Regions from separate parts of the Muntiacus reevesi genome. Here region 2 is linked to region 1. Evidence: chromatin contacts called from public Hi-C data. All regions are on one chromosome and are shown on one strand. Each heading gives the region's core, a stretch centred on a gene start, on an enhancer-like site or on the middle of the called end of the contact. The rest is flanking DNA. Distances are from core to core; before and after follow the strand shown. Region 1 holds the start of MSANTD4 (Myb/SANT DNA binding domain containing 4 with coiled-coils). Region 2 holds the start of AASDHPPT (aminoadipate-semialdehyde dehydrogenase-phosphopantetheinyl transferase).

Evidence for each region. A called contact is a pair of places that touch in the nucleus more often than the background predicts.
Region 2: a contact with region 1 is called in a Hi-C map of blood, with 3 times the contacts expected there. The contact joins the promoter of AASDHPPT here to the promoter of MSANTD4 in region 1. A contact is called at or near these places in 2 of 3 Hi-C or Micro-C datasets (blood and muscle).

What each region holds. Positions count from the first base shown.
Region 1 is chr9:88,225,515-88,230,696 of mMunRee1.1, forward strand. MSANTD4 (Myb/SANT DNA binding domain containing 4 with coiled-coils) reads right to left here and starts at 2,026. Exons shown (of 3, transcript XM_065944413.1): 1 at 1,949-2,026.
Region 2 is chr9:88,414,070-88,419,251 of mMunRee1.1, forward strand. AASDHPPT (aminoadipate-semialdehyde dehydrogenase-phosphopantetheinyl transferase) reads left to right here and starts at 3,035. Exons shown (of 6, transcript XM_065943796.1): 1 at 3,035-3,287; 2 at 4,830-5,055. The coding sequence starts at 3,108. It overlaps KBTBD3 (kelch repeat and BTB domain containing 3), which reads right to left and starts at 2,767. Exons shown (of 3, transcript XM_065944204.1): 1 at 2,638-2,767.

The DNA.
Region 1 (5,182 bases), core at 776-3,275:
TCAGGTTGATTGAAAGGCCCTACTCTTTGCTAAGAAACTTACTGTAAGAGGCAAATATATCTGAAAATTCATATTTTTTTTAAAATTCAAGCAATATGCCTTTTATATGGAACCACTGTTACACAAACTACAACATACAAAATACAAGCGCATAATAAACGACAATTGCAGTTGCCAACAGAATCCTAATTTAGACAAAAATCTGTAATCAGATTTTGTTGCTCTTAGAATGCGAGATCAATTTTGTAATGATAGAAATAACAATCCTCTTAAAACTATGCCTGAGTCAATATATTCCTAAAATTTGGCAGCAGTTTCTATTATTTGCATATTCTGTGCACCCCCAACAATTTGCAACTCCGTATCTCTATCCTACAAAAGTGGTATCCCTTTGTCTTTGACCTATGTTCCTAACCCTTTGCTCTATGCCAAACTGATGAACTAGTTCACTGATAAAATGCACTTTTTAAAAAAATTTTTGGCTGACAGGTATGGCTTGTGGGAATTTCCCAACCAGGGAATTCTGGGCCACAGCAGTGAAAGCACAGACCCTAACCACTAGACCACTGAGGAATTCTAGACAAAAGGCATTTGCATTTTAACACACATTTTCTACCTCACTGAAATTGATATCAAAATGTATCTTATACTTCCAGTCAGCCATGGCTTAATTGTGTGAAAATCTTTGACACCTTCTGATTAATGTAAGATAGTAAGTACCCAAATCAAAGCAACCTTGAGCTGACATTTGGTAGCTATGCTTGCGTGAATAGAAACTAAGCTATGTTTCCAGGAATTTTTTTTCTCTCTTTTCCTTTACATTTTTGTACTCATGTAACCGTTTGGGTTTTCATCATCCATTACCCAATAATTGTACTCAAATATATCAAGCTCCTACTATGTGCCAGGCACATATTCTTGGTGCTGGAGCTAAATATCTCACAAAATATTTTAAAAAGCCATTTTAGATGTGAAATACTATCCCTTTCATATTGGTTGTCTTCCCTATCTTTACAAAAGGGAATTTAGTAGTTGCAACCTCTAAAAATTCATAGTTCTTCCACGCCCAATCACAGAGAACAGCCATTTTCCTGAAATCCCATTTCACAATCATTCTTTATTGGGTGGAAATAGGTGTAAGTAGTTCACTTACATAATCCTTGTGAAGATGGTGTACCACCAAATGCGTATTACACCTGGGCAATTTTTTTCCAAGGACTAACACTTGAGAATGAAGTTCCTAAAGACTGCACGATAAGACAGAATTAAGAGGTCTAAGGAAAATTGGGTATAAATTCTGAGTCGAAAAAATTTTTTTAGGTAAATTCATTAGATTGTTCAAGAAGAAAAACATCACAAAATCTACAAACTTCCCCCATTCCTCTTTGAAGTGGGCTTCCCACCTCCCAACAACACCGGGCCCTACTGTCGCCACTATACTCTTAGAAGACATTCAACTCCCTGCCTATAACTTGTGGTAGGTAAATGACTAAAGTTTACTTAAGCGTCCCCTGTTATCACATTAATAAAGTACCTCTCACTCCCGTCCTCTCTCTTTGGAACAGCCCCTTGGGAGAATCCAGGAAGGCTGAGTTCCCAGGAGGCCAGCCAGGAGGAGGGGGCGCGCCGCAGACTCCGCCACAGCCACGGCTGCACCTGACAGGCTACAGGGCAACCTGGAATTAAGTGCTCGCTCCGCAAATCAGAGCCCTAACAGGGGCCCGGAAACTTTGCCAGCCTTGCTGCAGAGGCCTGAGCCCTCCCCACCCTCCCAGGTCAGGCTGCAGAGGCGACTGGGATCTCTCCTGAGCGTTGTGGTCCGCGACGTTGCGAAGCCAGGTCCAAAGCCAGCGGCGGGGTGACCGCGGCCTGACGCCGCCCCGCTGACACCTACCGTCCGCGGAGACACCGCCCCCCTCACAGCCTCTTCCGCTGCACCGCCGCTCACCAGCAGGTCGGGCGGCACCTCACCACCGTCGCCTCTGGGGTGTGTGTGGGGCGGGGTAGCAGAGATGCTTTATCAATTCCCCGCCCACGGACTCGGCCCGCCCCTACCTCTACGCCATTGGCTACCGCGGCAGCCGCTCGTCTATCGAGGCTCGCCCGTTGGCCAGGAGGACGCTGCCGTTCTGGCTGAGGGCCCGCCCGGGTCCGGCCTCACAATGGAAAGCGCGTCCCAAGCCGTTCCGGGTTAGTGCCCTGACTCCGCCCCCCGTGACTCGGCCTCCCGCCAGAGCTCCTTGGCGCCGGGACCCGTCAATCTAGAGCGCTGTGGTGAAGGATTGGCCCCTCGCGGTCGCCCGCTGCGCCGTTCTGCCCGATTGGAGCACAGTCAGCTTCATCTCCAAACCGTTCCTGTCCTTGACCCAAACCTGTTAAAAGGGCAAAGAGGAAGTGGAACCCTCGCATTTCCCAGCTGGTTCCGAACTCTGCATCACCTTTTGCTCAGCCAACGGTGACCTAATTTTGCCTCAGTCATTCCCTCTAAAACCCCGCCAAAGGTCACTTGTGATTTCCTTGCAGCTAAATCTAGTCATCACTCCTCAGCGCTTATCTTACCTCCTCATAAAATATTTGACTTACTAACGCATATATATGGAATTTAAAAAGACGGTAACGATAACCCTATATGCAAAACAGAAAAAGAGACATAGAACAGACTTTTGGACTCTGTGGTAGAAGGCGAGGGTGGGATGTTCTGAGAGAATAGCGTTAAAACAAGTATAGTATCAAGTGTGAAAGAGATCACCAGCCCAGGTTGCATGCTTGAGACAAGTGCTCAGGGCCGCTGCACTGGGAAGACCCAGAGGGATGGGATGGGGAACACATGTAAATCCATGGCTGATTCATGTCAATGTATGGCAAAAACCACTACAGTATTGTAAAGTAATTAGCCTCCAACTAATAAAAATAAATGAAAAAAATTTTTTAAAAACTCAAAAAAAGTAAATAAAATTAAATATTTGACTTGTTGACCTTTCTTCATTTGATTTCCATAATGCTTCCCCTGGTTTTCCTCCCTCTCAGTTCTCTTCTCTATCCCCTTTGCAATTGCTGAGGCTTTAGCTGCCATCTCAAGTTCTAGTTCTGGTGTTACTAATGGGTCTGTCTTTCATTGCCTTTGTTCAGGCTTCCATTGAAAGCCTCAGTTACAGCAGTAGCATCCTTACTGGGCTGTCAATCATACCGTCAAGAAGACTGTAGTCTATTCTTCGTACTGTAGCTAAGACAAGCTGCTTACAGGTCTCTAGTGGAACCATACTCGTGATAAAGTACAAACTCTTTACAAAAGTGTCTTCTATTTTTTTCTCAGGCTTCATCTTTCATCAACATTACCCCTCTTTCATTTACCTTCTTCCTTACCCCAATTACTTTGACTTCTTTCAGTTCCTGGACTTAACAGTGGCCTTGAGGCTTTTAGTTTGCATTGCTTTGTTTCTACCCAGAATGATTTCTCCGTGCCTATTCCCTGCTATGCCCAGAATTTGTTTTAGAAATTATTTTCCAAGTAAGCCTTCCTTTCCCTCCATTCGCCCTCTCTCCACTTACAAGTTGTCCCTCTAATGTATGTTTACCAGATAAAAGACAGGATACTCAACTAAATTTGTAGTTCAGATATGTAACAAATAATTTTTAGTATAACTGTATCCTATGTAATATTTGACATCCTGTATTTTTATTTGGTAAATCTGCCAACCCTACTTTAGAATGCTTTCCTCTGACAGCTCTTATCACATATTCCAGATGGGTAGGTCTTCCTTATGCACTGCTGAAATTTCTTTTCCGTGCCTAAAATATAATAGGCACTCAAAAGACTTTTGGTAAATAAATAAAAAAATATTCTGGGTGAATTGTGAATACTTGCTCAATATTCCTTAAGGAATTCTCTTCCATAAAATAGAAGTACTTATGAAATAATGCTCTTTTGAAATGTAAACAGTTTTGCTTTTGGAAAAATATGACATCTTGTGCTTTATAGTTTGGGGTTTTGTTTGTAGTGGTCATTTTCTGTGTGAGTGTAGTGAAAAGGCCAAAGAATTATCCATCCTTATTATGACCAGACTCTTTCTGTCCTTTTCAGAGTCTGTCTACTATGTAAACCTGTTTATTTACATAAGTGAAAGGGTTAAGGCCTAGTAAGTCAGTAAGTATTAAGAACTTTCCGCATTTGTGTCATGAACTCTTTAAGCTTCCTCCGATTACCTCAATCTTTTGCTGATTGAGAGATCTTTTCCAGCTACCCTCTCTTCTTTTGTTCATATCTGTATCTTGTCTGAGTAGACGCAGATCAACAAGGGAAAGATGAAAGGTAATCCAAAATGCCTAACATTAATATTAGTACCCCAATTACTAACCCGAAAGTCTCCTTGCGAGCTTGATTTTTGAGATAGTAATTTCAGGCTAAAAAATTGACCTAATACTTATTTTAGAACTGTGTTTGTTCTGCAGCAGGAGCCACTTGATAGATGAGCCCTTGAGATTTGGCTACTACAACTGAGTACTTGAATTTTAATTGTATTTAATTTTAATGTAAAAACTGATACTCAATTCAGTTAATGCATGATGTCTAAGTATGTTTGGGAAACTTGAGTGATGTGAATCTACTTTTTCAATTATAACCTTTTTGATATATAAGTACAGATTGAATATTGCTGATAAAGAATAACTGAATTGAGATGTGCTCTAAGTTTGAAATATATACATGATTTTGAAGATCTAACATAAAATGTAGAATGTCACACTGATTATTTTGTATTGATTGTAGTGAAAAGTTGGAATTATAATATATTGCATAATTATGTTAAGCAAATATATTATTAAAATTAATTGTACCTTTGAAATTTTTTTTTACTTTTTAAAATGAGTCTAATAAGAAATTTAAATGTATATATGTGGATAGCATTATATTTCTCAGAAAATGCTGTACTAGACTGTGCCTGGCCATAGCTTACCAAAACTTTCAGAATGGAAATATAATTATTAACTAGAATCTATTTCATTCTGTATTATTTAACCAAAAAAAACCACTTTTCCTGTCTCTTCCAAACATCCCGCTGCTGCTGCTGCTAAGTTGCTTCAGTCGTGTCCGACTCTGTGAGACCCCATAGATGGCAGTCCACCAGGTTTCTCTGTCCCTGGGATTCTCCAGGCAAGAATACTGGAGTGGGTTGCCATTTCCTCC
Region 2 (5,182 bases), core at 1,785-4,284, 190 kb after region 1:
CTTTCAACTTGCAGTCAAATGCTAACTTCTCTCCCTTCATTTATAACCTCTCAGAAGTGTTCACACTGTTAGCTAGTTCCCCTTTCTTTTCTGTGCCACAACACTTTTCAGGTTTCCTTTCTCCTTCTTAGCTTAAATAAAGACGCCTATAGCACTGTGCTGAAGAGCATGGCCTTATAAACTTAGCTCTGAAGACTGGTTCAGGAGTGCTTGTCATGGAGGACAGACACAGGAAGAGAATGTTTCCCTTTCCTGAACAAGATAGAAAACTAATCAGTATTTCAGGTTAGAAATGACGGTGGTTTAGACTAGAGACTAGAAATAGATTTTAGCTCTATTTTAGAAATAGAACCAATAGAACTTTGGGACAGATCGGATACAGGAATTAAAGGAATAGGGGGAAATCAAGATTTTGCAATAGAATAAAAAACTAATGAACACTACCTAAAAAATCTTAAAGACGGATTTCATTTGATACTTTTCTACTAAAACTGATACTTGGTAGAGGTTATGTGATTTACCCAAAGTCACAAAGATAACTGGTGATAGAACTGAAAATAGAACACAAGTCTCTCATAATCCTAAGAAGCTACAGATTAGGATCTGGCAAGATGAATGCTCTCAGAAGCTTTAGTCCTTTTTTTTCATAACCAATGCAGTAAAAAATACTGCAATACATTTTTGGGTTTATTGCATATAATTAGGCAAGCTATTAACTGCATACTTTATATGTCTTTAAGAAAAAAGTAAAGAAAGTAAAGGTAGAATATAAATATCAGTATTAGCTTATGAAGTGTAAAATCTATTAAAAGTTCATCAAAAACATTTGCTGAAGTAAACTATTTGTAAAGGACAAGATACACAGGAAATCCCCCTTGAGCAGTTTACATTCTAATTTGCAAGATAACGCACATATAAATAATTCAGGCCAACAGAAGAGATGTCATAAGATAGTACAAGAATAATTGTCAAACGAATTGTATAGACTGTGTGTGTATGTGTGTATTTTTTTTTTAAGTACGCTGTGGTAGTCCTTTAGATTTGAGCTAAGCCTTCAAGGGCAAGTAAGAATTTTAAAAGTAGATGGGGAAGGGGATTACATTAAACAAACCTATAAACAGTGTTGACTAAGGTAAGGCTCAGGGCTGGGGGTTAGGGAGTGGGAAGAGTGAGCTTTTTATACATGTTCCATGGAGACATTCTCTTTGGTATGACATTTGAGCTAAGACCTGAATGACAAAGAGAAACAAGGAATGTGATGATGGAAGTTGCGGATAATATTATTCTAAGGGAACAAGTACAAATAACCACTACATTACCTGCCTACATTAGGTTCTATAGAATTAATACACAGAGCTTAGTCGAATAGTAAAAGGGTAGCCCATAAATTCCTAAATCTGAGTTTAAGTAATCCCCTAAATTCTCTTACTCATCTCAGTGTCTGCATCAGTAAAAAATTACTGCATAGAACACGTGAGATAATGAACATGAGTGGTTTAAAAACAAAACATAAATATTCCAAAATTGTAAAAGTCAGGTCAAATAGAAAAGAATGGAAAAGTTTTAAGATGATGCTTGGATACATAACGTTAAAAGTAGAGAAACTAGTTACAATCACTGCTGGTATGGGTATCAGCACTTCATACTTTATATATCTTTACATTTTCTCTTTCTGTAGTTTTTTTGTATATGCTTCATCTTCTCTGCCAGACTGTAGCACCTGACACGTTTTTAGAATTAGCTAAAATGGTATGTGAAGCGAGTAATTAATATTACAGCCCTTTGAGGATTTGTGTTTGTGTTCAAGATCCCATTTAGTTGCAAATGATTGGAGAGTGTTGATATCACGAAAAGTTAACAGAAACAAATATAAATGAAAACAGAATAGAACCCATCTTAAAGAAGACGGAAGTAAGCCGCAGGTAACTGTTCAGTACTACTACTGGCCTTTAGTTAATACTCTCTGGCAGCCAAAGGAAGGGAATTGGCTGAATCACACAGCGTGGCATTTAATCTACCTCAAAGATGGGCATTTATATTCATCTATAGATCTCAACTGTTCCCTGGCCCCAAACCCGCAAGATCTTTTGATCGTAAACAACTGAGCAAAGGCGCAGAGCAACTATGAAGGGTTCCTGAAACTATTTAACTTGGTTCCGTTGCTTTCAGAGCCAGGACCCGTAATAACAACGGAAACACCGGCACCTCAACAACAGAATCCTCACTTTTCTCCCCAGGGCTCCGTCCCGGGCTTGGCAACCGCAAAAACAGCCCCTGGCTCCCTGGACGGCCTCGGCACGGCTCCGCGGCTCGCCCCCAGCCTCGGCTTCAGGCGGGGGCCGCGCCGCTCCGGGAGTGAGGCAGGGCTCCGGGCCGGGGCGGGCACAGGCCAGGAAGGGCATTGGGGCGCTCAGGCCTCCGGGGTCGGGTGTTGGGGGAGGCAACCCGGGGCCCGGGAAATAACTCCTGAGGCGCCGCGCGACGCCCTCTGTCACGGAAGCCCCCCGCCACGACGCACGAGGAGCGGCACGGGCGGCCGAGGCCAGAGAGCCCTCTGCTCTGCGGACGACGGGGCCGGACCTGGCCCGGGAACGAGGCAGGCCCCCCACGCTCCCCCGGCGCCCCGCGGTCACCCACCTGCACCGCGGTCTCCGAAGTCTCCAGCCCGGCCTCTCCGCTCCCGAGGCCTGGCTGCGATTGGCTCCCGCCGCTGTCGCGCTGCCTCTTCAAGTCTGAGCGCCGGCCGGTAAGCGCCGCGCCTCCGTCCCGCCCCTCGCGCCCCCGAGGCCCCGCCCCGCGCGCGGTCACGCGCTGCCGCAGAGCGCCGAGGACGCAGAGCGCAGAGCAGGGCCTCGGCTTCTGCTCCCGAGAAGGCGGCGGCCGCGCGGGTGACGCGCATTGAGGGCCGCGGGTGAGCCACGTCCCGCGGACGCGCACGGCGCCCCGCCCACACACGAGACGCCCCGCCCCCGCGCGGGAGGACGCACGCGGCGCCCCGTCCACGCACGCGGCGCCCCCGCCCCCCCGCGCGGCGCCGGGGGAGCTGGGAGGGGCTCCGCCCGCGTCCGCGCCATCGAGCCCCGGGCGGCGGCTAGGCCCTCGGGTGGATGGTTCTCGCCCGGCGACTCTGCGTGCTGCCGGCGATGGAGGGCGTGCGCTGGGCCTTTCCCTGCGGCACGTGGCTGCCCAGCCGCGCCGAATGGCTGCTAGCGTTGCGATCGATCCAGCCCGAGGAGAAGGAGCGCATCGGCCAGTTCGTCTTCGCCCGGGACGCTAAGGCCGCCCTGGTATCGCGGGTCTTTCGCGCTTCGGGTCGGGGAGCAGCCGTCGGGGTGGTGGGGCGCGCAGTAGAGACCCCACACGCGAGCCTCGGCGCCCGCGTGCGGCCGCCCAGGGCTACTGCGGGGTGTGCCCGGCCTAGTCTCCGCCGGTTTTGTCGTCGCCTCGTCCGCACAAAAAATCAGCCCCTCCCCCGTTGCTTTTGAAAAGAAAGGTCCTGCTAAAGCCTAAAATAGCTGTTGCAGAGGTCTGTCAATAGGATTTTCCTTGTTTTTAAGTGTTAATCACATTTTTTTTCATTTCCTTGCTTGGGCTCATAGCACAGTCAGCCTGTTAAATATCCCACCGGTCTCCCTTTGCACCGTGCACGTGGTAGGCCCTAAAAAATATTGACAGTATCACTTAATTTAGCCATGCACACCATAGAACTGGAAGAGTCTAGCCTCCTTTTACCGATGAAACCGAAGCCAAGGAAGGATGCGGTCTTAGGCATACCTTTTAAACTAAATATTTAGCTCTGAAAACACTTTTTTGAATATAATTGTTTATTTTACGTATATATATTTAGCAACAAATGGAAGGTTGGATTTCAAAATGATGTCTATATATCGCAGTATGGCACAGCTTTTGAGTGCCATCTCGTCAAAGACTGTCATTATCCTGAAAATGTCCCTCTGTCAAAGGACTTTTTCGTTTGAAATGTAGACTAATTAATTTTGAAGGGACACTAGTGAATATTTTCGTGAAATTCGAAGTGTTGCAGTATTTAAAAGTCAGTGTTAGAACTGAAGGAAAAAAAAACTTGAAAGATTTTGCAAAATGTTATCTACCTTGTTTTCTTATGTACTCGGGTATTTTTTGTGATTTTAGACCTTAATCAGAGAGTGGAATAGGATATATGTGAAAAAAGATAGGTTATGCCTTGCTAACTGTGGAGGCACGTAATAAGTACATATGATCTAGAAACACTTGCACATGTGCACAAAGATGTAAGTACAACAGGATTGCCCACTGGGGAATTCTTTTGTATATAATAGCAAAACCAGAGCCAGCCTAAAATATCCAGTAATAGGGGGATAGTCAAGTTGTGGTACCTTGATACTATGAAATATTATGCTACATATAAAGATGCACAGGCCAGTGGTTATGTGCATAAACATAAGAGACATAAAATAATCTCCAACACTTAGAAATGAAAAAGTTCGTACATGGTAGAATAGTACATATAGTGGGATTTCAAATAAATGGATGGATAGCAAATGCAAATGAGCATATATTTGGATACTTAGAGAAAAGATGAAGGATGAATTCATGTCAACATTGGTAACTTGTTGATGGAACGGATGGAATTGCTAAAGAGGGACTTTGACCTTTCTGTCTTCATAAGCATTTCTTAAATCTTAATGCAGGATATTTAATACTTTAGGTAGTTTAAAAACTTTAAGAAGTGAGTATTTTAGAAAGCACAAAAATAGACTTTGTATGTTATAGGCAGTTTTATTTGAATTTTTAGTATAGACAGCAGTACTTACCAAATGTTTTATTAACAGGCTGGTCGTCTGATGATGAGGAAATTAGTTGCAGAGAAATTGAATATACCTTGGAATAATATTCGTTTGCAAAGAACTGCAAAAGGAAAACCAGTTCTTGCCAAAGACTCACTGAATCCTTACCCCAATTTCAACTTTAACATCTCTCATCAAGGAGACTATGCTGTACTTGCTGCAGAATCTGAGCTACAAGTTGGAATTGATATAATGAAGACTAGTTTTCCAGGTAATGTTGCATTTTTGTAATACATGAGTTATTAAATGTCTGGTCTTAGTTGTTGTACTGTGCTTAGTTGCTCAGTTGTGTCCGACTGTTTACAACCCCAGAAACTGTAGCCCGAAAGGCTCCTCTG